7 separate regions of the Mus musculus genome follow, and all the other regions are linked to region 5. Evidence: chromatin contacts called from public promoter capture Hi-C data. All regions are on one chromosome and are shown on one strand. Each heading gives the region's core, a stretch centred on a gene start, on an enhancer-like site or on the middle of the called end of the contact. The rest is flanking DNA. Distances are from core to core; before and after follow the strand shown.

Region 1 (3,484 bases), core at 404-2,903, 880 kb after region 5:
CTCCCTGATGCTTGCAAAGGACAGATATTCACCTATCATTTCCCTTTCAAAAGCCATTTAATTGCGACCTGGAGAGATGGCTCTTTGGTTAAGTACACTTGCTCTTCCAGAAGACCTAGATTCAAGTCCCAGCACCCACGTGACAGCTAATGACCATCTGTAACTCCAATTCCAAGGGATCCAAATGCCTCTGTGGACATTGCACGCATGATGCCCTTACATACATGCAGCTATACACTTATATACATAAAATAATACATACATCTTTAAAAGTGCTTTCTTAGGCTAATAGAAAAAACACTGTTAAAAGTCAGTGTATTCCAGACAGTAATAGAAGCCAATATCACAAAACAGTAAAACTTCAGCTGGGCGTGGTGGCGCACACCTTTAATCCCAGCACTTGGGAGGCAGAGGCAGGTGGATTTCTGAGTTTGAGCTAGCCTGGTCTACACAGTGAGTTCCAGGATGGCCAGGGCTACACAGAGAAACCTTATCTTGACCCCCCCCCCAAACAAACAAACAAACCCCCCAAAGCCCCCCCAAAACAAAGAAACCCACAGTAAAACTTTCTCTAATCAAAATGGCCCACTCAGTAAACATTGTCTACTCTACAAAGTGTTGTGGAGCTAAACACTATGTACCCACCATTCAGTGTCTAACCATTAAAGCAAGAGACGTTTCTGACACACTACTACTTAAGATCAAGTGTCACCTCCACATGATCTTGAGTGAGAGGGAAAAAATTACTTAATTCAAAAGAGGAACTAGAAAGAGGGTGCCCTAGGCTCCTCTGAAAAGGTTTGTTTTTACACTGCAATACAGAAGTTTATCTCCAAACAGAGAAAACGGTATTCTGCAAACCTTAGATGGGGGAATGAAAATCTTGGCCAACCACTGTAAATACTGTTTACAAGTAAGGGCAGGAGCGCCCTGGAAGGTATGACGCAGAGGTTTCTACACAATGCCTTCAGCTCTGGGTGATTTAACCTCGTTTAGATCAGGCTCACCCTGGCTTGGGTTGGGCCCACTAGCTGCAAAGGCTGAACTTAACGCTCTGCATCAAGCTTGTCTGAGTCCGAAACTGCGACAGCAAGGGGGCGAGAGGGAGATTTCTGTTCTCAGATCCCTTTCTTTGAGGTTTAGGCAAAAAGCCTCCCGTGCATCAAAGACAGAACCAAAGCAGCGACAGTGGCTTGGGAGGCGCCCTAATTTCTCTTCAGTCGAAGTGCACACTTTTAGTCCATCAAGACAAAAAGCACTCCCTAAAATTCACTTCCGGGAGGGGCCGCCAAAGGTGACCTCACCCTCCAGCCGGGGACGTTGACAGGCTCTGAGGAGCGCATGCGGTCCTCCCCTCTGTGGTCCACCCCGCCTCATCCTCCCGCCGTAGTCCTCCACGTACGATCCTTCTCTCCGTGATCCTCCCACCGGGGTCCTCCGCTCCCACCACCTTGGACCTGGCGCACTTACCCCCGGTTAGGACCCTTGGGGATAAACCAGGGCACGAGGAGGCCCACGAAGCCCCAGAACACGCTCATCACGATCAAAGGCACAGTAAGGCCGTGGTATGCCATGCCTGCGCCCCAGCAGCCGAATCGGTCCGGAGCCTCGCTCTCGTCCCACCCGGAAGTGTCAACAGAGGCTCACGTGATCGGCGCGCTAAAGCCCCGCCCTTTGCGCGCGGCGTGACTCGACCGTCGGACTCCGCCCCTTAGACTAGAGCCCCGCCCTTACCTGGCTAGTCTCAAGGCTGTGGTTCCATGGGGCTTGACTGAGATGAACCTCCAGCCACCGGGGAGGGGACCAGCAGAGTTTTCTGGAAAGAACTTAGGCCCATTTTGGTGATGTGTCATTTACAGTTTTATCTATATTTTACGCGCAGACATAAATAAGTAAAACCTACAATAGTGGACTACTGTTCTAGAGTCTTGTATGCTAGGCTCCTGCTTTGCATTCTTCCATAGCCCATGAACTACTCACAATCGCCATCTCTGCTGCAAGTGAAGAATCACAGTCGCATTGTAAGTAACTTCACGGTTGTAAGGCTCTTAATCGTTGGTGCTGCTGTGTGTCTTGTACAGAGTGCCAGGGTCTGAGTTACAGAAGTAAATCTGACAGCCATCTGAGAGAGGTCACATCTCCAGAGAAGATGGACAGCTGAGGATGACCAGGCCCTACTTTGCATTCCCGCCAGTTGTCACAACAGTTTCAATAAGAATAGGAATTATCGGGGCTGGTGAGATGGCTCAGCAGGTAAGAGCACCCGACTGCTCTTCCAAAGGTCCTTAGTTCAAATCCCAGCAACCACATGGTGGCTCACAACCATCTGTAACAAGATCTGATTCCCTCTTCTGGTGTGTCTGAAGACAGCTACAGTGTACTTACATATAATAAATAAATAAATCTTAAAAAAAAAAAGAATAGGAATTATCACCGGGCATCGTGGAACACGCCTTTAATCCCAGCACTCAGGAGGCAGAGGCAGGCAGATTTCTGAGTTCGAAGCCAGCCTGCTCTACAGAGTGAGTACCAGGACAGCCAGGGCTACACAGGGAAACCCTGTCTCGAAACAAACAAACAAACAAACAAGAATAGGAATTAGCCAGAAATATCATTGTGGCTCGCCAGAATTGTAGGCTCATTGCACCATGAACTTCCTGAGACACAGAGGAGGGGAGCAATTCTTGGAGGTTTTTTTTTCCCTTGGGGCCAGGGACTTGCTATGAGGAACACAACAGCTCCCAAATGCTGGGATTGCCAGTGAAGCACCATGCTGAGCTGAGGTTGGTTTTGCAGAAGCTTGCAGACAGAGCAAGATGAAAAGGGAGATCTGGCAGCTGAATCCAGTGTGCTGGCTGTGGATCCATTTCCCCGTAGTAGCCACCTCTCCTGATTTCTTCATCAAGTAGAATGGATTCCTGAATTAATTGGACCCTTCAGCAGCTGTACCATCTTTGCAAATGATTTTCAGACTTTAACTGAGCCAGCTGTAGTGGCCGCATACTTTTAATCCCAGAATTTAGAAGGTGAAGGCTGGCAGAACCATGCAGTTAGGAACAGGCCAAACTAGACTCAGAACTCAATTTGAAGTGGAGGTCCATCTATTGGTCATGTCTTGATAGTCACTCAGCTCACCATTAGTAATCTGAAATAATTTGTTTCTTTAAAATAGTCATGTAATTTATGTCAGGTGATGGTGGTACACACCTTTAAAAGCAACACTCAGAAGGCAGAGGCAGGTGAATCTCTGTGGATTCAAGGCTAGCCTGGTTTACAGAGAGATTTTTAGTCAACCAGGACTATACAGAGAAACCTTGTCTCCAAAACCAACCAACCAAACTAACTAACAAACAAAATTCATGGAATTTGGATGCCTATGTAGCAACTCACAAAGCACATTTATATTGGAATATGTTGGTACAAACCAATTCCTAGGAGAGAGTATAATTTGAATTTACTGGTAAGAGGTACAAATAATCAGAAT
Region 2 (3,124 bases), core at 73-2,572, 840 kb after region 5:
GCCGCTCACTCAATTTTGTCTGCTTTTCCAGTCCCAATTTTCTCTTTGCAATACCCAGAAAAGCAGAAGTTCCTCTGAATGCCTGCCTCTACACGGGAGACCTGGTACAGAAACACACCCCTAACTACAGAAATACCTCCTTAAGGTAGTCTTAAGATTCAGGCCTGCTCAGAAGTAGCAAAACGGTTTGTTTTCTTGGGTTAAAGGTGGGCGATTAAAGGGTTTGGTGGCAGGATCTACCAAGCAGCGGAGAGCCGACCAAGAAGGAGACGCCAGAGACCAAGCTTCATCTAGACCCAGGAACCGCCCCCTGGGAGGCTAGACTGCCCTCGCTACTTCCCTGGCCGCCTCCACTCGGGAGCGGCTGAGCCGGGTCAGGCTCCTCCGGGCATCTTCCGGGTCCCTCCGGGACTCTAGCCCACACCCAGCCCGCCCGGCCCGCGCCCCGCTCGGCTCGGCTCCTCGCCCTTTGCCCCGTCTCCGCCCCGCTCAGTGACAACCCCCGTCCCCAGGCCCGTCCCCTCCCATCTAATATGGCCGCCCTGTCGGACCAACCCCCAGCACAGCCTAACTTACTGGGGGGGAGGGGGGGCGCGGCACCGCCTCCCTGCGCCCATTGGCGCCACGGACCCCGTCTGCCTCCTCCATTGGACAGCACCGGCCGCCACTCGACAGCGAGGGCTCCGCCTCCGGGCTTTTCAAGCTGCTTAGAGAGGACATATAAACAAATCCCGAGAGGGAGGCCCCAGTCCCGCAGCCTCCGGGGAGGGGCCGGGGGGAACAGCAGCCCCACGACGCCCCTGCCCAGAGTTCTCCCGGTCCGCTCCTCCGTCCGGAGCCTTCTGAACACTAGCTGTGCCGGTCTCCCTCACACGCCCCTCTCCTCTCCTCTCCTCCCTCCCGGCCCCTCCCACCCGCTCGCCGCTCTGACAGGCCGGCTGCCGGCAGTCGCGATCCCTGGTTCCCGGGAGCGCAAAGGGCACGGCCCTAACGGGGTCGCCCGCCGGCGCGCGCCCGCCCTTTATATAACCGTCGGCCGCGGGGGCAGCCCGATTCGGCTCGCATCGGCGACCCCGTTCCGCGCGCCCTCGGCCCGGCGGCCCCCGCCCCGCTCTCCCGGAGCCGGGCACCCGCGCCTCTCACCCGCGGTTCTCTGCCGCTGCATCCCGCCCGCCCGTGCGACCGCTCGGCATTCACCTGAGGCTGAAGGCGGTTCAGGCACTGGATCCGGCCGCGCTTACGCGGCCGCGGGCCGTCTCCATGCTGCCTCGGTTTGTTTTGTTTATGTCCTTCCTGACGGGTTCCCGGAAATCGCGTGACTCGCCCCCCTCACGTGGGCCGCGGCGAGGAGGAGGAGGGAGGCGGGGGCCCGCCGCCCCAGGCCAATCGCGAGGCGCCCTGAAGTCTGGCCAATCAGAGGCTCGGCCGGGCTAGCGCCCGTCACGTGACACCAGAGGGGCGGGTTGCTGGGGAAAACCAGGAAGAGAGGGCGGAGCGGGGGCTAGTAGGCTGCTGCTGAGCGTGGGCGTGGGCCGCTGGGGATAGCGAGCAGTAAGCTCGCGTTCGTGCGTGATGTTCTTTTCAGAGGCTTCCATATTCAGTCTGTAGCCTCAGAACTAAGATGAAGGCCAAGGAGTCCAAATGCCCACTTTACAGTTTAACTGAACCACGGGGGATTACAGGAATATTAATTAGTAGGGGGCTGCATCGACATTCTGTTTAGTAAATGACGTTCCTGTTCCCCGATTGAATTGGCCTTCAGTTGTTTGTTCATTCATCAACTCATATTTATTGAGTCTGGATCCCCAGACCCTGAGTCGGCTGCATACATCTTTGGGATAGGACCTGTATTCAGCTGTAGAAACTGCTACTAGATGCTTTATGGACAAGACTGTCTAACCTGTGATAATGTGATGATTTACGCCTCTTAATCCTGTTGATATTTTATCGGATGTGTAGTTTGTGGTAGGTTCATTATCCCAAATAGTTCTCCGAACAGACACATACGATAAGAGAACTATTTAAAAAAAATACAAAAACAAACCTCAGGAGAATTATTGTTCAAGGAAACAACCTACCTAATTATAGCAGCCTGTGTTTCCAGAAATCTCTTTAGACTCTGGACCCTCCTGTCTTAGTCTTCTGGGTGCAGGGTTACTGGTCTGCACCCGCACACACATATGGACACAGAAAAACATACTTTCTTAAGCATAGGAAAAGAAGACTAAAGGACAGAGAAACCTCATCAGATTCCCTTCAAATAACAGTTTTCCCTTGGGAGTACTCGGGGTTTCAAAGCAGGCGAGGATGTAGGAAGGGGGTATTGTGATTGACCCCTGTGATCTCAGCACTGGAGATAAGGAAGCAGGAAGATTGAAGTGTGTTCTTAGCTACACTGAATTGCATGCCCGGATAAGACCAAGTCTCAAAGTAACCTTCCGCTCCCCGCCAAATTAAGACTCCCCCTCCCCCATGCACAAAGACTCAGGCAAGTGGTAGATCAGTGGTTCTCAACCTTCCTAAAGTTCCTTATGTTGTGGTGACCCCAACCATAAAATTATTTTCATTGCTACTTCAAAACAATAATTCGGCTACTGTTATAAATCGTAATATAATGTGTTTTCTGATAGGCTTAGACTACCCCTGTGAAAGGGTCATTGGACCTCCAAAGGGGTCACAATCCACAGGTTGAGAACCATTGTGGTAGCGTCTCACTATCACCATCATGGTCTGGGATGAGAGGTGATGACATACACCTGTGACTTCAGCACTGGGGAGCCTGAGGCAGGTGTGTCTCTGTTCAGGGTGAGTGTGAACTACATTGTAATTTGCTCCCTGGTTCAAAAGCAAGCAACCATGGATTTGGGGATAAAAAGTCTGCCTAGATCATAATCCTGACAAAGGTGGGGTGGGACTAGCAATGTCTCTTGTCCTATGTTCTCCATGCCAAGCACATTAAATAGCCAGTCACTATGTTACAGGCTTAATAGTAACCTGGATTGGAATCCTTGCTTTACCACATGTGAACCAGGAAGCTAAATTTCTACCTTTGTAAAAATGGGATTGGTGTAAGAACTGGGTGAAATAATTTACATAGGGTTGGTAAGATGGCTTAGTGGGTACA
Region 3 (3,356 bases), core at 720-3,219, 780 kb after region 5:
GAATACACACCCCTGCATGCACATAGACTCCATATGCATTGTGTGTGTAGATAGGTAAACCTCAACCTCGTCTTAGATGTTTAACAAAGTGCCACTAGGAAAGGCTTAAACAGCTTCCATGTTCAACAGAAATAGACATCTAAAAAATACTGTAAGTTCAGATCCTTCCAACTAAATCCCTAGTGACCTGTAACAAAGTTAATTTAGTCTGATTTTTACAAACCATCTGTCGCAAGTCAAAAACGTTTAAAGATGAACTGAGAATTTGCTTCTGGAAAGAAAGTCAGAATTATGAGAGCCAAATTTTAGAGCAGGTTCTAGACTTAAGCTACATATATTCAAATCCTGCGTATAGCAATTTATTAGTGCAGTCTTGGAAAACTTCAGTTCTCTGTGCCTCCATTTCTTCACCTTACCTACGTCAAGATGGTATTTCTCTGTGTAGAACACTTAGCAGAATAGCTGGAACACTGAAAGAATACAATGTATGGGGCTATGCTTACTCACTAGTAACCATAAGAACCCAAAACACATATGTCACCAGAGGCCTACCTAACAGGAAACTATGATAATATGAAGTATTATGATGCTATTACATAATTTTATATTATGATATAATATGAAAACCCAACTTTTCAAATTTTGGATATAAGGGTTTTTTTGTTTTGTTTTTTTGAAGACTCTATGTAGTACAGGCTGGCCTCAAATGCATGATGGTCCTGCTTATGCCTCCCAAGTGCTAGAGCCACTACCCTAGCAACTCTGTGTTATGTATGTATATGTATTTACATGTGCATTCTGAGGACTGAAACTAGAGCCTTGCACATGGCTAAACTTTAACTCTACTCTGAGCTAAATTTACCCCCAGCCTCTGGTAATCTCACTTGTATAAATCTTGTTTATTTTTCTAGAATTGGCCCATTTTTTTTGTTTGCACATCTCAGGAGTAAAGTTTGCGGCGTTTCTTTACCTGTTCTCTAGCTTACTCACAAAATCAACACTTCCTCACAGCACAGGATAAACTGCTAATGTGGCAGAGTGTACATCTGGCTTACCAGAGAGCACTACTCTCCATGCTCCTTTTTATAGGGGCTAGTAAAGCCAAGCTTACCCCAACAGCTAGGCACAGCCCATTTATGCAGCACTGGGGATGGCGAACCCAGTGCTGGGCAAAGTCCTCACCAGCGGAGTCACACCCCTACCCTTTCCTTATTTGCTGTCACAGCTTGTATTCTGAGCCGGTTGGGTTCTTTTTGCCAAACTCTGGAGCCATTTCTACATTCCCTGTTCTTGCTTGTGTTCCTGCACTACTGTCTCCTACTTAAGACCTGCTTCCAGATAAGCGCCTCATTTTCCAGTCTGTTTCCGGGTAGGGAAGCTCTAAAATGATTTTCCTAGGCTGGCTTTCCCCATCCAGGTCCTAATACTGGCACTGCCTGCCTTCTGACCCAGGATCTTGCACAATATTTGAATTCTTTGTTCAAAAAATTACAACCACGTCCCAGGTTAACTTAGTTAGCTTCGGGCAGGGACTGTCGGGCCAGGTGGCTTTGGGTGCCTCAGGGTCCCTAACTTAGGGAAGTGGGCGTGGGAGGCGAGCAGGGCGAGGGGTGGGGCGGGGCTACAGCCGAGAATGCGGGTGGGCGGGCTAGCCCAGCACGGCTGCAGTCCAAGGAAAGGGAGCGGCGTGTTAGGGTAACTCAGGGGTGGGCAAACCAACAGTTCACAAAAGAAAAGCCTGAAGGTCAGTGATCTCGGGGAACCGACCGAATGGTGCCTTAGGAGCCATCCTGGAACCGGACCAGGCGCGAATATTCTGGAAGATGTCAAGGCGGCCATCGAGAGCCGGACAGGAGCCTAAGAATTTGTACCTGGATAAGCGCCTTCACCTCTAGGTCGAATTTGACAATCTCTTGGTTACAGATCCGGACGTGGACATCCTGGGGAGCCGCCATGTTGGAAATGCGGCTACGGCGAGCGGCAGCAGCCAAGCTTGAACGCGTTCACGTGGCTCCTGCCCGCCTTTCCGTACTTCTTCAAATGTGATGCTGCGGGAGACCCCGTGTGGATCAAACCAGGTCAAGAGTCCAGACCTGAAACTTTTCTTGTCACGTAGAACACGCACAGCTTCTCTGGTCTGCTCCTACTAAACGGAAAAGTGGAATGTGATTATGAAGAACCATTAGAGTTGGGGTGGGGGGGAGGGGAAAATACAACTCAGGTGATGATAGGCTGGCATGCCACATGGCCTTCAGGTTTGTTCCCAGTACTAGAGATACAACAACAACCCGCTATTCTAGTGACCTTTTGGATGGAAAAAAAAAAAGGATCAATTCGGATGTCACCAAAGTTACATTTTTTTTCTTTAAAATTTAAAGCAAAATGTATACAGTAGGTATGCATTATGGAGGAAGACACAAAACTTGTAAAGGTGCAGACTTAAATACAGGTCACTGGGGCACCTCCATTAGTACAACCATGATCCTGCATTGTTGTCCTTACACATTTCTATGGCTCTGGTCCTGCCCTTTGTGTAGAATTGGATTCCAAGTATCTCATAGGAGTAGTTCTGACTGTGTGGTGTGATAGAAACAATGTCAGTGCAAACCTCAAAGAAGGGTAGTGTTTTTTAAAATTATTATTTCTTAAGCCCTCAACACCACTGGACACTTTTCCCCCACCCTCCGGGATTCTCCAGGCTCTGTCGTCTTGGATATGGGTTCCCTCTTTTTAAAATGTTTTTCTCAAACTGCACACACAGCCCCCAGTCTCCACGCCTACCTGTCCCAAAGCACCCTGTACCACCCACTTCCTAAAAGGTGCTCAGTAGCTGGCTGCAAGTATCAAAGGCCTGGATTCCAGGCTTGTAATCAGTTTCCTCAGTAGCATCACTCCTAAGTTAGGTCACCTAGAGGATGGAATGAGGTGTTGATAATGTAGCATTGAACTCAGTGCTCACTAGTTGCTATACATGTACTGTTAAGAAACACTCTGGGAGTTACTTCCCTACGTGCGGCCATTTTCTATGAAATGCTTCTGCCCAGCAGCTGCACTTGATTTGTTAGGCTATAGAAGTGGAAGGAAGAGGGGGTGGAGGACGATGACAGAACACACGGGACAGGTGAAAGGCCCTAAGTATTTTCTTTGCTTTTCTGAGGCAGGGTCTCACAGAGCCCAAGCTGGTTCCCAGCTACCTATGTAGCCAAGGATGACCTAGAACTGCTGGAATTACAGGCACTGATTAACACCGCAGCTACTAGACATGCATTTTAGCTCCACACAAGCTTTCCTATATCCTTTTTATCTGGGTGTGGTAGCATATGACTTTATCCCAGCACTCAAGGGGTAGAGGCAGG
Region 4 (3,318 bases), core at 361-2,860, 790 kb before region 5:
GAGAAGGGTCTGAACTGCGGTCAAAGGTTAGCCTTATGGGCAGGCCAGAGGAATGAGGCCAAAAGACAACTGAAAACTCGGTGAGGGAGGGTTCTGGTTTGGGCAAGTTTGACAGGGTCCCTCCCTGTACTGCTAGATTACAGGTTTACTGTAGCCCCAGGTGGTGGATGATAAGGCAGGGCCCCTGCCCTGCGGACTCCGTGTGACAGACCCCGCAGGGCCCCTGCCCTGCGGACTCCGTGTGACAGACCCTGTAGCGGCTGGGTTGGGCTGATTGGATGACCCAGAACGGGGAAGGTGGCCTGAAGCTGCATGGGGGCTATGACTCCACATCAAGGAGCAAGACCTCGTTTTGTTGAGGGGTTGCCTGTCGAGATGGGGTCCAAGGTCACCCCACGGTCTGTCTTCACAGCTGACTATATAGTGCTGCAGTTCGGCCGCGTGGCTGAGGACGCCTTCACCCTAGACTACCGGTACCCGCTGTGTGCTCTGCAGGCCTTCGCCATCGCCCTCTCCAGCTTCGACGGGAAGCTGGCCTGCGAGTGACCCCCCACAGCTCCTCAGCGCTGGGAAAGCATTCGGTTGGGGGTGGCAAGGTCCCTCCCCCACAGCTCCCATGGAAGGGCTCACCCCTCTCCGTGACCTCCGGGCATTTCCCCCCTCCACTCCCCCAGCCTGGCACCGGCTGAGGCAGAGGGGATGGAGATGAACATCTGGTCGCCCAAAAGTACTTGCCTCGCCCCCTCCTCCCCAGTCACTTCCTGTCAGAGAGCCGGAGTCAGATGTTCGAGGCCCCTCCGACCCCGCGCTGGGGGGTTTGTAGGGGGTGGGGAGGGGACGATGGTGAAGCAGAGCCAGGGACCCACATCCCCAATAAAGTCACGTCCGAGGCTGAACGCATCGGTAGTTTCTGGATTCATGTGTGTAAACTCAGGTGCCTGCGTTGGCCCCGCGCTCCCGCGTCCCCTTCTGTTCTATGGAACCTCGTCAAGCGCACAGGGTCCGGGCCCCCGACTCTCCGCCAGTAGGGAGGAGAGGGAGGGCCCTAGAGGTAGAGGAAGAGGGAGAAAGGGAGAAATTCGAGAAACAAGCCACTCGGGGAGAACCAGACAAACCGGGTCCGGGCAGGGCGGAGCCAAGTCTGAGGCCCCGGAGTGGGGGGCGGGCTCTGGGCGGGAGGGGAGCTGCAGAGGCCTGGGCTGCCCGGGACCCGAGTAGAAGGGTGGGGAGCCCGAGACCCCGTGCGCGCTCGGGTCATTTGGATGCGGAGGACGCGGCTCCCCAGGACCCTAAACACCTCCAAGGAGTTCAGCCTAGGGGGCAGAGCTCTCCTCTTGGCTCCGCCCCAGACCTGATCCCTCTAGATTCAGCGGAGTACCCACAAGGGGGTTGTGTAGGGGAGGTGGGAACTCTGAGACGACGAGCGAGGAATGGGGTGCGCGGGAGTGTGAATCCACAGCTACGGGCGTTCTTGGGACTGGGTGGTTAGAGAGACAGCAGGCCCCGGCCCGCCTTAGATCACTCCCCCCAAATAGCACCGCCCACCCGTGGGCCCGCCCGCCGTTGGCCCCGCCTACCGGTCCCGCCCCTCCCGCCCGCAGCCCCCACCCCCCGCCCGGCTCCCTCAACACAAACTTTCCGTCCCGCTCGCTCCCTCCTCCGCGCCCAGCACCTCCCGCTCCGGCCGGGCTCATTCCGTACATTCCGGCCATCCCCCTGCCCACGACCCCCCTTCCCGGCCCCCCTCACTACTCCCTCGGGCCCGGCGGAGCGGCCCGGCGGAGCGCCCCCCGGAGCTCGGAGCAGGTAAGCCCGGGGAATGCAACTCGGAGGCCTCGCGCGCAGAGGTGACTGCTCTGCTCGGGTGGCTTCTGGATGGCGGGGACCCGGGACACTCTAGGGGTTCTGAGCTATTGTCCAGCCCGCGCCGGAGCCCAGGACCTGGGTGCCGGGAACTTTGGAGGGAAGGGGGGAGACGCTCTCCGGGAAGCCCCGCCCACCCACCCCACCCCCCCGCGACCCGGAGGCTGGGAAGCCCGGAGTGTCCCGGGTGCCCGGGCCTGGCCCCGCCGTGTGCCGGGGTGTGCGCCCAGAGCCGCGGGCTTGGAAGGCCTGCGCCGGGACTCGTATCCGGGGCGCCCTTTGGACTCCCGAGAGCCCGCGAGCCCCGGGCTCCACGCAGGCCTTAGCCAGGGCGCGCCGGTGTGCGCGCTGCTCGCGGCTGCGCTGGGACCCGGCCCGGGTGTCTGGAAGCCACAGTGTGAGCCCGGAGCGTGTGCGCACCCAAAGGCGTGGGGGGACGCCTGTCCCCTACAGTTCTGCCGCCCGCCTCGGGGCGAGTCCCAGCTCCTTGCTCCAGGAGCCTCGCTCGGGACGCGGCTGGATTTGGGGCCTTCCCCGCACTTCTCCGGAGAACTTGTTAAGGCAATTGTGGGCGACAGGGCTTCCCTTCCCACTCGGGTCCTCTCCATTGTCTGTCACGTCTTTATTCCTGCCTGGGAAGGGAGGCTGGAGCGCTGATGTGGGTCTGTTTTCTAGCCCCAGCAGGCCTTCGGGGCAGTGTCACTTTAGCCCCTACTCTACCCGCCCCCCCCCCCCCCCCCAACAGGGGCCCTGATTGAGGGCTTAGTTTTTTAAAGAGCAAGAGGGAACGAACGAAGCCTAGGGCCGGGCTTCTCAGGGCCTGTGTCCCTCTCTCTGTATCTCGAGCTCTCTCCAGGTAGGGGCAGAACCAAGTCAGGCCTGGACTTGTAGCCTAGCCCGGAGGATGGCGGTGGGGGCTGGACACAGCTTTGAGGGACTGGTGTCCATGGTGGCTCCGTGTATTTGAACTCTCGTAGCCTGGATCTGTACACACAGGGTTTTGCCTCAGTGCTGGGGTCTGGGACACCCCTACACTCACAACCAGCTGCGGGCTGCTGCCAGGAGGGAAAGCAGCTATTAGTTGAAGGTGTAAGGACTATGCCTCTGCCCTTCCTAGTCCCCAGACCTCCTTCTCCTGACACTTGTTAAAGCAGTTGAGGGCATCCGGTCTTCCCTTCCCACTCTGGTCTTCCCCGTTGTCTGACAAGCCTTTTCTTCCTTCATGGGAAGGGTGAGGGTCTGTCTACTTATCCCTTGGGCCAAGAGTGGACAGGAGACTGAATTACCCCCCTCCTCAGGGAGGGGCTGGAAGCCAGGCCTTCCCCACCTCCAGGGAGGGAACTGTAATTAATGCTAATTAGCACTTTGGGGAACAGAATGGCCAGTGGTTGGCAGGAAATCTTTTGAGTGCACACACACACACACACACACAGGTGTGTGTCTATCCAGAGTCTC
Region 5 (3,144 bases), core at 360-2,859:
CGTTTCAGTAACTATGCAAGAACTACCAGAGGAGTAACATCCCGGCAGGCCTATTGTTAAGGGTCTTAAAGGGTCCCCCTTTAAATATAGAGAGAAGACCCCTCAATAGCCCAAGGTCACACAGCAACTTGGTAAAATGGAGGTTCTTGCGGAATGCTTACAGACCGCCACTTTGTTTACTGAGAAGCAGGTTAAGACCCAGGCGCCCTCTACTCCAGAATGAGGATGCCTTCGCTGGCGTCCCAGCCTGGTGGTTGTAGGCCGGCGCTTCTAGGAGCTAGGACGAGGGGGAGGGGCGCAGAGCCCTTTAGGCGCGGGAAACGGCGCACCCCGACCACATGCACCGCCACGCGGGTGCGCCCGGCCCCACTTCCTGCCAGAGGGGGCACCCAAGCCCGCCTTGGGGGCAGGAAACCTGGTGCGAGTCGCAGGAAGAAAAAAACCCCTTCCTCTCTCCATGAAAACCAAAGCGGGGGGGGGGGCAGAAACGGGGAGTCGAAGGGACTAGTTCTAACAGAACCCAGCAAAGCAGAGGAACCAGTTTGTGGGGGCGGAGGGCAGGCCTGGCCCTGGAGGTTGAAGAGGCGCGGGGCAGGGCCAAAGGTGTGTGTGGGGGTGGGGGGTGAAACCCCGAAACCCAGGCCCTCGCGATCCGGCCTCGTCCACGCACAGTACTACTCTGGGAAAGGCGGAGGAGAGGCCAGAGAGGAATCTCGGGTCGCCGGGCCCCTCCCCCGCACTTCTAGAACTTCCCTGGCTGAGGGGGGCGCGCGCCCACCTCCCGCCGCTGCGCAGCGCGCGCCCCTCCCTGAGGCCGGGCTCGCCGAGCGCGAGGTGCACGGGCGCCGCTGGGTGCACAAGCGGCGCTCGTCGCAGTCGCGCGCCCCCTCCCCCTCCGCGCGCCGTTCCCCGGGGTCTCCGCACCCCACGGTCGCAACCCGGGCACCCTCAACCTGGGGACCGGAGGACGCGGCGCCCCGCGGACACCCACCCCGGCCCCGCCGCCTGCGAGCACAGTGCGGCCTCCCCTTTCCCGCGGCCCGCGCAAGCCCGGGGCCTGGGAATAAAGCGGGCAGCGCGCGCCGCAGGCCCCCCGGGCGCGCCGCGGACACTCACCGCGAGCTCCGCAGGCCGCCGGCGGGGCGCGCTCGGGGCTGCCGGGTGCGGCGTGGCTGGGCTCAGGGCACCGGCCTGGGCTCTGCCGCCACCGCCGCCGGTCGCAAATGCGGATCTGAAACCGGGAGAGGGCAGAGGCGCTGAGACCGCTGCGTGCGCGCCGCCCGGGCCCCCGCCGGGGATGTGTGTCACATCCGAGCTGGGGCGAGGGAACACTGACGGATCCCGCTCCCCTGGAGGATGGCGAGGGGCAGGAAGCTGGGCACGGCCCGTGCGCGGCCTCAATAAATAATAATGTGATTAGATTCTAGACCTACAGGAAAAAAAGAAGCCACCCGAGCGGCGGCGAACTCACGCCTTCTTGGAGCCGCGCCAACACCAGAAATAGCCCCGACTCGGAGTCCCAATTAGAGGAGCGCAGCCCCGGCTCAGGGGAGCTTAAAAAGAGCGACCCAGGGGCAGGGGGGACGGGCCCGCCCGCGCCAGCCGTGTCACCGGGGGGCGGGGCCATGCAAATGAGCCCGGGGATTTAAAAGGGCGGCCGCCCGCCAGCTGCCGCCGCCGCGCGCGGGTAGCTCGCCACTGTGCGCGCGGTTTCCGCGGGCACGCGCGCCGACGGCCCTCGTTTCTCACAGTTCCCGAGCAGCCTGGCGTTGGAGGAACCGGTGACGGCGGCCCTGCTGTTTAAGTGGGGACCCGGGGACACACCTACAGGAGCCCCCCCGTGGACTCCGGCCTCGCGGGGAGGCGCGCGCTGACGCCTGTGCCCTCGGACGTCCACGCGTACCCTAAGGAGCTTCTCGCGGCCCGGACGCCGCCCCCCCCCCCCAGCCCATGTCGAGGGCCTCTCCTTAATTCCCCTCTGCCACCAAGCAGGTGACGGCGTGTGCGTCTCCGGAGGCCTCCAGGCGCGTAAAAAACAAAGTCTTGTGAAACCCAAACGTGAAACTTGGCCAACGCCAACGGTTTAAATCTAGTAACGGCCGCCACCCAGGTGCAGGCTTCAAAGGAGCCGAGCGATTGGCCGCCTCGCCGGGACATCGCGGGGAGGAGCCACGGGTGGCCAGCTGCTTGGTGTTGAGGAAGCACGAGGTCCCTCTGGTGTGATTCCCCGCCCCCGTGACTTACGACTTAAGACAAGGGGCGCCTGGAAGCCCCTTGAGGGCAGGGGTTCGAGTTTCCCGCCTCTGGGCGCCTGGGTCAACAAAAGACTTGTTGCTGGGCCGGAGGAAGCCTAAGTGGGAAGATGGCGGGCGGTGGGGCGCGCCCTGCAGGCCGGGCGCGGGCCCTTGGACGCACCTCCCCACCTCGGTTCCCCGAGTCGGCCTTTCCACACCTCTCGTGATGCAGGGAATCGTAATTCGGGCCCAGTGACACACGACTGTGACTCATAACTCTGTTCCCCTTCCTCCGCGGTCAGCCCTCTCCTCGGGGGGCGCGCGGGCGGTGGAAGGGTACGCGGGGGCCCAGCGTGCGCCCGGCTGGAGGCGGGGTGGGAGCCTTGGGGAGGCGGGCCTCCCAGTTTCAGGAATGCCTCAGGAATGTTTCCGGTGGGGGGTGGGGAGCGCGGCGGGCCCGGCTACCCCCCACCCCCCACCCCCGGGCCGTAGGATGGCGCCCTGGGCGCAGGGCAGCACGTGCTCGGTGGGGGTGGGGCGCAGCGGTCAGGCGCGGGAGGCCACGGCAGGCCGCGGGTCCCGGACCAAGGTCCAGGTGACCCTCAGTTCCAGGGGTGCCCCTGGAGAAGGAGGAAGTCATGGAGGGGCGTTCCCAACGGGTGGAGGGGAGCCTAGGGCGCCGGGGCAGTCTGGGGGAGGAGCGGCTGCCCCTTTGTGTGCAACCGCCGTGGGGGCGGGGCGGGGTGGAAGCGCGCCGCGCCCTCCATCTTTGTGCCCCGCGAGCCGAGTTGGCTGGAGGGGCTCGAAGTTGCTGCGAGCTCTGGGGACCTTCGTAGCGAGGTGTGGCTGAGCAAGCTGCCAACTCCCACCAACGCCAGCCCACATCCTCCCATGGTACAGGTCATTGCCA
Region 6 (3,286 bases), core at 668-3,167, 970 kb before region 5:
AGCCCGCCCTAGCACCCACCCCGTGGTAGCTTTTCAACTTCTGGGGTTGGTATCATCCAGGGCTTCCTTGCAGGTCAGTTTAGCTGACATTGTCCACCGTGGAAAGGGACGTGGATGGAGATCCGCCGCGTGGAGCTGCCTGTGGAGGCTGAACCTGCGCATTAAGCAGCATGACACATACTGACCGGTCATGATGAGGATCCACGAGGTTCAAGCGCAGGAGGCAAGCCTAGACCTCTTCAATGCCTCCACTAGCGACAAACCAGGGTACATACCCTGAGCCCACTTCGCTGAGCTGCTGCCCCTAAGGCCCATCATCCACCCGTGGAACTCCAAAGCCACTTCCTCATTCTCCTCAACCAAGCGTGGGCCACGGGTGTTTCAGCGTCCTTAGGGCTCCAGGTGGTGTTGAGGGTCTGCTATACACCCGGCTGTGCTGCACTTCTGTAACCTCGCCCCCCATGCCCTGCCCGCACTCTCCGGAGGTAGAGGTATGGGTGGTCAGAAGTTCAAGGTCATCATTACATAGCAGTTTGGTGCTAAGCCTGTATTTTGAAAAGCTGACATTAATAGCGCCATTGTATCTGCTGGTGAGGCTCTTTTCTGATTGGATCAAGTAAAGAGCATTGCCTAGATAGCTAGCTCCCTCCACCCCCATATTTTTTTTTAACTTTTTTTTTCCCCAGTCTATGTAGTAGTCCAAGAGCTCGGCCTCAACTAGAGATCTTCTTGCGTCTGCCTCTTGAGTGCTGGGTTCAAAGCCACCATACCTGGCTTCCCCAAGCATGGGTGTCCAAGGCACATGTATGGAGGTCAGAGGGCAATTTATGTAAATCGGTGGCTCTCGCCTTTCACCTTGTGCGACCTGGGGATCGAACTGTGTCGGCAAGCGCCTATCATGACTTCCGAGAGGCCTCTCTCCCGAGCCTTATCAGCTAAGGGATTTGAGTCTTCGCTATTCCCAGTGAAAAGCCCCCTGCGGCCCGACCGATTCCGGTTCTAATCCCAGGAGTGTGAGGGCTTCGAATTCCACAACCAGCTTTTCTGTGTTAGTCCTGAAAGTACTGGCAGCAGGACTGGCTCAGAGAAGGTGCCGATCCTAGCGCTGCGCAGGGGACAGCTCGCCATCAGTGTGCAGCGGAAAAAGCTTGGGGGGTGAGGGGGGCGCCCGTTCCTCACAGCGGATCCCATACTCCCCGCGCTTACCCCTGCCGGGGAACTCGAGCTGAGGGGCCCCTCTGGCAAGCTCATGACCCGCGAAGGCGTGGGGACCAGAAGAAGCAGTACGAAGCGCGGGAGCGGGCAGCGCCCGGGAGGAGGAGCGCGGGGCGGAGCGCATCGCCCAGCTTCCCCCGCGCCCCCGCCTCTCGCATCCGGCGGCGGCACAGGATGTTCTTTCGCTCGGGTCCCCCGCCCCCGCTCTCACTTTCTTCCCCGCTCCCCTCCTCCACACGCGCCGTGAGCCGCGCCCCGAGCCAGCACCTTGCTTAACCCCTTCCCGCCCGCGCCTAGGGCGCGCAGCGAGTCTGGGGTGCCCGGGTAGGCGCAGGACTGCGCCCACCAGGACAACGTCGAGGGTGGAGAGTATGGTGGTCTTCCGAGGACCCAAGCCTGCAGTCTCCAGAAGCCCCCTAAATCGCCAGGGGCGGTTCCCGGGGACCCAGGCCCGCACTCTCGCGATCTTACGCTAAATTGCCAAGGGCAAGCGCAAGGTGGGCTCTCTCGTGGGCGCAGACCGGTGTGCTTAGCTATCTCCGGCCTAAGGAACGGGGGAGTACCCAGCAACCTTAACCTCATCTTCCCCTCCAGGTTGTGCTAAGGCGCGGCTCACAACGTTTGAGAGGATGGAGAGAGGCCACACCCCCTCGATTAACGTCACTGTTTCCAAGGCAATCGGAGGCGGGGCTGTAGACAAGCGGACTTTGGGGACTATGGCTTAATAGGGCTCCAGGACAGGGTGCGGCTGGGCTGGGGGCTCGGCGGGGTGGGACGTTTCTGTCTTTGCTTTTTTATTGACTCGCTTGATTTTTGATTCAACAGATATTTATGCTTGGCGCCATTCTTAGGGACTGTTTTTCTCTCACCAAGTCTGCGGTTCACAGGTTGTCACTAAGCCGGGTGGAGTGGCCATGCACCCAGGATATGATCCTGGGATAGATGTAATGCCTTTTTATTAAATTTACTGTAGGGGGCTGGGGCTCATGTGCTATAACGTGCATCTGGAGATATGAGGGCAGGCAATTTGTGGGAGTTGGTTCTCGTCTTCTACCTTGTGAGACCCCAACTCATGTCAGGCTTGGCGGCACCTTTATCCACTGCGCTATGTAATTATTCAGTGTCTCCTTTCTCTTGTCAAGTACCCCAGAGCGAGCACTAATCAGTGAAGACTTGGTTCTCTAATTCATGGAAGGTCTCAGCTATTCAGGGAAGGAGGACAAAGTGTTCCATGCTCACCACGTACCAACTCCTTCCCAGCATTTTAGGTCTTGTGATCTTTGCCCTGTTGTATTTCTGGTGCCTTTTACAGCCTAGGAACTGAGTCTGAGCTCTCAGAGGACCCTAAGCCCGATAGCTAAGTGTTGGAACCAGGACCCTAAGCCAGATAGCTAAGTGTTGGAACCAGGTTGGGACCCAAGCCTGTGGGTATGAAGCCTGGCTTCATTTTTAGACTATAATTAAATGGTATCAAAGAACAATCCTGCCCCTAACCCAGTCATGAAGGAGTTTACAGCCTACAGGGAAACGGGGGTGGGGGGTGGGGGTGGGGTGAGGATACCACAGAACATAATTAAGCAATAAAACCTAGAACAGGTTGGAGGCTGTTTAAAAGGATCAAAATAGAGTTGAGATTGTCAGAGCCTCTCCCGTGGAAGGTGCATTCCCAGGTAGGTCAGGAGGTGGGAGGTGACTGTAGGATCACAGTACCTGTGTGTGTGTGTGTGTGTGTGTGTGAGAGAGAGAGAGAGACAGAGACAGAGACAGAGACAGAGACTGTTCCTGCAAAGAACACCTAACTAGTGGCTCAGCCATACAAAGGCTTTTTTTTTTTTTTTTTTTTTTTTTTGACAAGATCTCTAGCCCAGGCTGATCTCAAATTTTCTATTTAGCCAAGAATAGCCTTAAACATCTGATCTTCCTGCCTCTATCTCCGGAATGCTGGGATAACAGGTGTGTACCTCACATCCCCACCCCACCTCATGGATGGAGGGAGCTGGGGTCTCCTTCATGTTTCTCCATGTTTGGCAAGCATTGTACCAATTTATTCATGTCCACAGCCCCTCCCCTG
Region 7 (3,395 bases), core at 392-2,891, 1.0 Mb after region 5:
CAGCATGCAGGCGGGGCATGCAGGCGGGGCAGAGAACTGACAAGATGAAGTAACCAGAACAGTTACTTCTTTAACAAACTCAAAATCCCTAGGACTTGCAGAACCGTGTGGGGACAGGAGGGTTGGGACCCTTTCCGGTCAGCCCTGGGAGGTTTGAGGGGGGGGCCTGGATGTGCCCACTGCCCTTCTTTCTGCATGGGCACACTGTGGTAATGGGTGTCCCTAAAACTGGCTCAAAGCCCTCTCGGTTCAAAGCTACCATGGTCTGTATGCTTTTGTCTAAGCCCAGGTATGGACCCCGGGGCTACCTCAAGCAAGCAGGAAGCTGGTTTGCCAGATAGTACCAGTGCCCAGAGTGAGCTAAAAACCACTTTGGCTGGTTAAGAGGTCTGAAACCAATGTCCTCTCTGGGCCCTGACCCCAGGTTGCCCATATGCCACCACATGATCCGAATCTTGGGCCGTTTTTAGATTGGTTGTCACTCTGTTCTGCCTCTATACACATCAGTAAGAGGGGGAGGATGAGGGGAAACTGTGACCAATGGAGGAATACCCGTTCTCTGGCTGTGGGGAGCGCTCACAGATCTCCTCAGTCACAGATGCCCTACTTCTGAGTTCCATGTGATGGAGACTGGGTCAGGGGTGCCTTACAATCCCTGTCTTTCAGGTGGTGACCTTATTTTTAGTACCAATTTGCAAGAGGTGAAACCAATATTTTGAGCATGCCCAGACACCTGCTGGGGTTAGCCAGCTGAGCGGTGAGGGGCTGCACCCTAAGCCTTTGCTTCTAACATTGAGAATCTACTAAGCAGCTGGGTAGAGAGGTACAGCCAGGCTTCTAATCCTTTTGCTCCAAAGTATCCCAACAGCCCAGAGCATCTCAGAGCGTCTTATGTCAAGGGAATGTCTGGTGGGGAGGCCCTTCCCATGCAGGCTTCCAGAAGGCCTGGCCCTATACAATGGTGTTCCAGGAGGCAAAGAACCTTCTGCAGAACCTCGAGATCCCAGCATCCTCCTCTTCCCGCACTGTCCCCATGGCTTGCGGGAACAGGCCTCCACATCTGGTAGGTAGAGGATTCTCAGGCTCTGAAGAACTAAGCTTCTCCAACTGCTGCCAGATTGAATGGGGCTGCAGCCCTCAGATCCCACCGGGCAAAGCCAGGCGCGCGGCCCCACCTGTCAGCCAGGACAGGGTCCACTAGGGAAGACTGGGGAGAAAGCCTGAGGATGCCTGAGCTCCTTTTATTTGGGATTTGGGAGGAGATTTGGTTCCCAGGTTGGGGGAGGGGAATGAAAGATGTCAGGGGCAAGCTGGGGACACCGCGCCGTGGAAAACAGAGTGCGAGGGCTTGCCAGGGCTGCACGAGGGGTGGGGGTAGGGCTCGAACCCCGAGGAAGGCCGCGGTCCCCTAGGGCCTGCCGAGGCGTGCACAGTGCACCAGGGTCGCATTTGCACGTAACGGGGGGTGGGGGGTGGTCGTCGCCGGCTGCAGAGGGCCTCGGGCCCGGGGCCTCACTCACCTCCTGAAGTCAAAGGGCATCGTGCCGCCGAGCCGGTGGGAGCGTTGCAGGCCAGGCGGGCCGCAGCGCCGCGTGGGTCCGAGCCCGCTGCCAACGCCTCCTCGGCCGCCCCGCCCCCGCCAGCCTGCCCGACACTCGCCACTCGCCTCCCGCCGCCGGGAAGTGACGCTCCACGCAGCCCATTGGGCGCCGCCACATCCACCGGCCGCCCCTTCCGCCGCCCCATTAAAGGGGCCCGAGGGCCCGCTGAATGGGAAGGCCCGAGAGTGGGATGCTACCCAAGCCCAGGTCTCCAAGACTCCCGCTTTGGTTCTTTTTGGCCTCTGATCTTTTTTCCTAGCGTAAGTGGGGCCTCAGGACAAATCGCTCTGCCTCAGGCAGTGGGTTTTGTGCTTGTAAAACAAAGCCATTGCGTTGTGAAGATCAGAGAAAAATGCTACAAATTGCGGGTCCATGCTTGGTGCTAGTTCTGGGTGAAGGTTAAAACTGGGGGATGGGCAACGCAGTCCTAGATTGAGAAAGTCCACCCACCTCCCACCCATCCCTTGCTTCTTAGGAAAAGCCATCTGGCTCCCGAGATCCACCACCACCCCTTTCTCTATCTGTATAACTGTTAATCCCACTTTTCAACTTTTCATAGGTATCAAAGGAGGTAGTTGGGGCCCTGCTTTAGTGAACAGCCTGGCATCTAGTGACAGCTTCTCCACCTGTTAGAGTTGGGCTTAGCTAGCCACTTCTATCATCTTTCTTCGGGATTGATGCCAACCAGTACTCGTTGAGCATCTACCAACCTGAAGTCAGGAACTTGCAGGGTTATCCAGAGGCTCTGAGTTTGCACGGTTAGAAATGGTAACATACCGCTGATTGCCCCTAGGAGCCTCCATTCTCAGAAACACAGAAGTACAGAGGAAAACCTCCCTCAACTTGCTGGGCTAGAGGAGGAGGCAGCTGAACTCTAAACTTTTTGTGATTGGCTGGTCTTAGTTGTCAATCTGACATACCTGGAAGAGATTGAAGAAATGGCTCCACTACATTAGCCTAAGGGCTTGTATGTGTGTAAAGTTTTCTTAGTTCCTAAGTAATGATGTAGGAAGGCCCAGCCCTCTATGGGTAGCAACATTCCTAGGATGGGATCCTGGGATCAGAAAGCTACTGCATATGAGCAGTGGAGCCCATTAGCAGCCTTCCATCCTCCACAGGTCTCTGCTTCAGTTTCTGCTTCATGGTTCTTTTTTTTTTTTTTTTTTTTTTTTTTTTTTTTTTTTTTTTTTTTTTGTTTGGTTTTTTTGAGACAGGGTTTCTCTGTATAGCTCTGGTTGTCCTGGAACTCACTTTGTAGACCAGGCTGGCCTCGAACTCAGAAATCCACCTCCCTCTGCTGGGATTAAAGGCGTGCGCCACCACGCCCGGCCCTGCTTCATGGTTCTTACCTTGAGTACCTACTTACCCAGACTTCACTCCCTGAAGGGCGTGTGGATGTATGAGCCAGATAAACCCTTTGCTCCCAGAGCTGCTTTGGTGGGAGTTTATCACAGCAGAGAAAAAGCAAACTAGGACACCCATGTAGGGGAAATCTGACTTCTGAACTTCCCTGGGTTCTGCTGCTGATGCCTTCTTCAAAGCTGCGATTTAAGACAACAACTTAAGGAGAAAAGTGGGGATCCAAGTTCAAAAGGCAGGATGGGCAGGGAGGCAGTGTCCTGACATAAAAAGCTCCTTGGTTTCCTGAAGGATAAGCGGGCAGCAAGATTCAGGGTCTGCAGTGATGGGCGATTCCACCAGGTTCTTCTCTTTCTGACAACCGGAATCCCCCTTCCATTCATTCATCCATTCATTCATTATTCATTCATTCATTCGTCATTCATTCATTCATTC

Evidence for each region. Promoter capture Hi-C pulls out the DNA fragments that hold promoters and counts their contacts.
Region 1: a promoter capture Hi-C map of pre-B cells shows a contact between it and region 5, with 5 times the contacts expected there. The contact joins the promoter of Atp6v0e here to the promoter of Hmga1 in region 5. A contact is called at or near these places in 5 of 39 promoter capture datasets (the 3T3-L1 cell line, hippocampal neurons, liver and 1 more) and 3 of 115 datasets of contacts at active chromatin or transcription factors (astrocytes, bone marrow-derived macrophages and pancreatic cancer cells).
Region 2: a contact with region 5 is called in a promoter capture Hi-C map of pre-B cells, with 4 times the contacts expected there. The contact joins the promoter of Crebrf here to the promoter of Hmga1 in region 5. A contact is called at or near these places in 5 of 39 promoter capture datasets (embryonic stem cells, hippocampal neurons, liver and 1 more), 1 of 484 Hi-C or Micro-C datasets (embryonic stem cells), 4 of 115 datasets of contacts at active chromatin or transcription factors (large pre-B cells, memory CD8 T cells, pancreatic cancer cells and 1 more) and 1 of 9 other capture datasets (adipose tissue).
Region 3: a promoter capture Hi-C map of liver shows a contact between it and region 5, with 3 times the contacts expected there. The contact joins the promoter of Bnip1 here to the promoter of Hmga1 in region 5. A contact is called at or near these places in 5 of 39 promoter capture datasets (hippocampal neurons, liver, pre-B cells and 1 more) and 3 of 115 datasets of contacts at active chromatin or transcription factors (bone marrow-derived macrophages, memory CD8 T cells and pancreatic cancer cells).
Region 4: a promoter capture Hi-C map of embryonic stem cells shows a contact between it and region 5, with 3 times the contacts expected there. The contact joins the promoter of Tead3 here to the promoter of Hmga1 in region 5. A contact is called at or near these places in 1 of 39 promoter capture datasets (embryonic stem cells) and 1 of 484 Hi-C or Micro-C datasets (embryonic stem cells).
Region 6: a contact with region 5 is called in a promoter capture Hi-C map of pre-B cells, with 2.8 times the contacts expected there. The contact joins the promoter of E230001N04Rik here to the promoter of Hmga1 in region 5. A contact is called at or near these places in 1 of 39 promoter capture datasets (pre-B cells), 1 of 484 Hi-C or Micro-C datasets (Th1 cells) and 1 of 115 datasets of contacts at active chromatin or transcription factors (microglia).
Region 7: a contact with region 5 is called in a promoter capture Hi-C map of pre-B cells, with 2.9 times the contacts expected there. The contact joins the promoter of Ergic1 here to the promoter of Hmga1 in region 5. A contact is called at or near these places in 2 of 39 promoter capture datasets (liver and pre-B cells) and 1 of 115 datasets of contacts at active chromatin or transcription factors (pancreatic cancer cells).

Annotation. Positions count from the first base shown.
Region 1 is chr17:26,674,565-26,678,048 of GRCm38.p6, reverse strand. Atp6v0e (ATPase, H+ transporting, lysosomal V0 subunit E) reads right to left here and starts at 1,653. Exons shown (of 4, transcript NM_025272.2): 1 at 1,471-1,653. The coding sequence starts at 1,574.
Region 2 is chr17:26,713,848-26,716,971 of GRCm38.p6, reverse strand. It overlaps Crebrf (CREB3 regulatory factor), which reads right to left and starts at 1,322. Exons shown (of 9, transcript NM_029870.2): 1 at 1,198-1,322.
Region 3 is chr17:26,779,692-26,783,047 of GRCm38.p6, reverse strand. Bnip1 (BCL2/adenovirus E1B interacting protein 1) reads right to left here and starts at 1,969. Exons shown (of 6, transcript NM_172149.5): 1 at 1,872-1,969. The coding sequence starts at 1,955.
Region 4 is chr17:28,349,097-28,352,414 of GRCm38.p6, reverse strand. Tead3 (TEA domain family member 3) reads left to right here and starts at 1,610. Exons shown (of 13, transcript NM_011566.4): 1 at 1,610-1,806. Tulp1 (tubby like protein 1) reads left to right here. Exons shown (of 15, transcript NM_021478.2): 15 at 413-900. The coding sequence ends at 546.
Region 5 is chr17:27,555,039-27,558,182 of GRCm38.p6, reverse strand. Hmga1 (high mobility group AT-hook 1) reads right to left here and starts at 1,609. Exons shown (of 5, transcript NM_001025427.3): 1 at 1,472-1,609.
Region 6 is chr17:28,521,287-28,524,572 of GRCm38.p6, reverse strand. E230001N04Rik (a long non-coding RNA gene) reads right to left here and starts at 1,917. Exons shown (of 2, transcript XR_385504.4): 1 at 1,207-1,917; 2 at 1-154.
Region 7 is chr17:26,559,758-26,563,152 of GRCm38.p6, reverse strand. Ergic1 (endoplasmic reticulum-golgi intermediate compartment (ERGIC) 1) reads right to left here and starts at 1,641. Exons shown (of 10, transcript NM_026170.3): 1 at 1,521-1,641. The coding sequence starts at 1,540. 1700049J03Rik (a long non-coding RNA gene) reads left to right here. Exons shown (of 4, transcript XR_001782188.2): 1 at 1-1,063.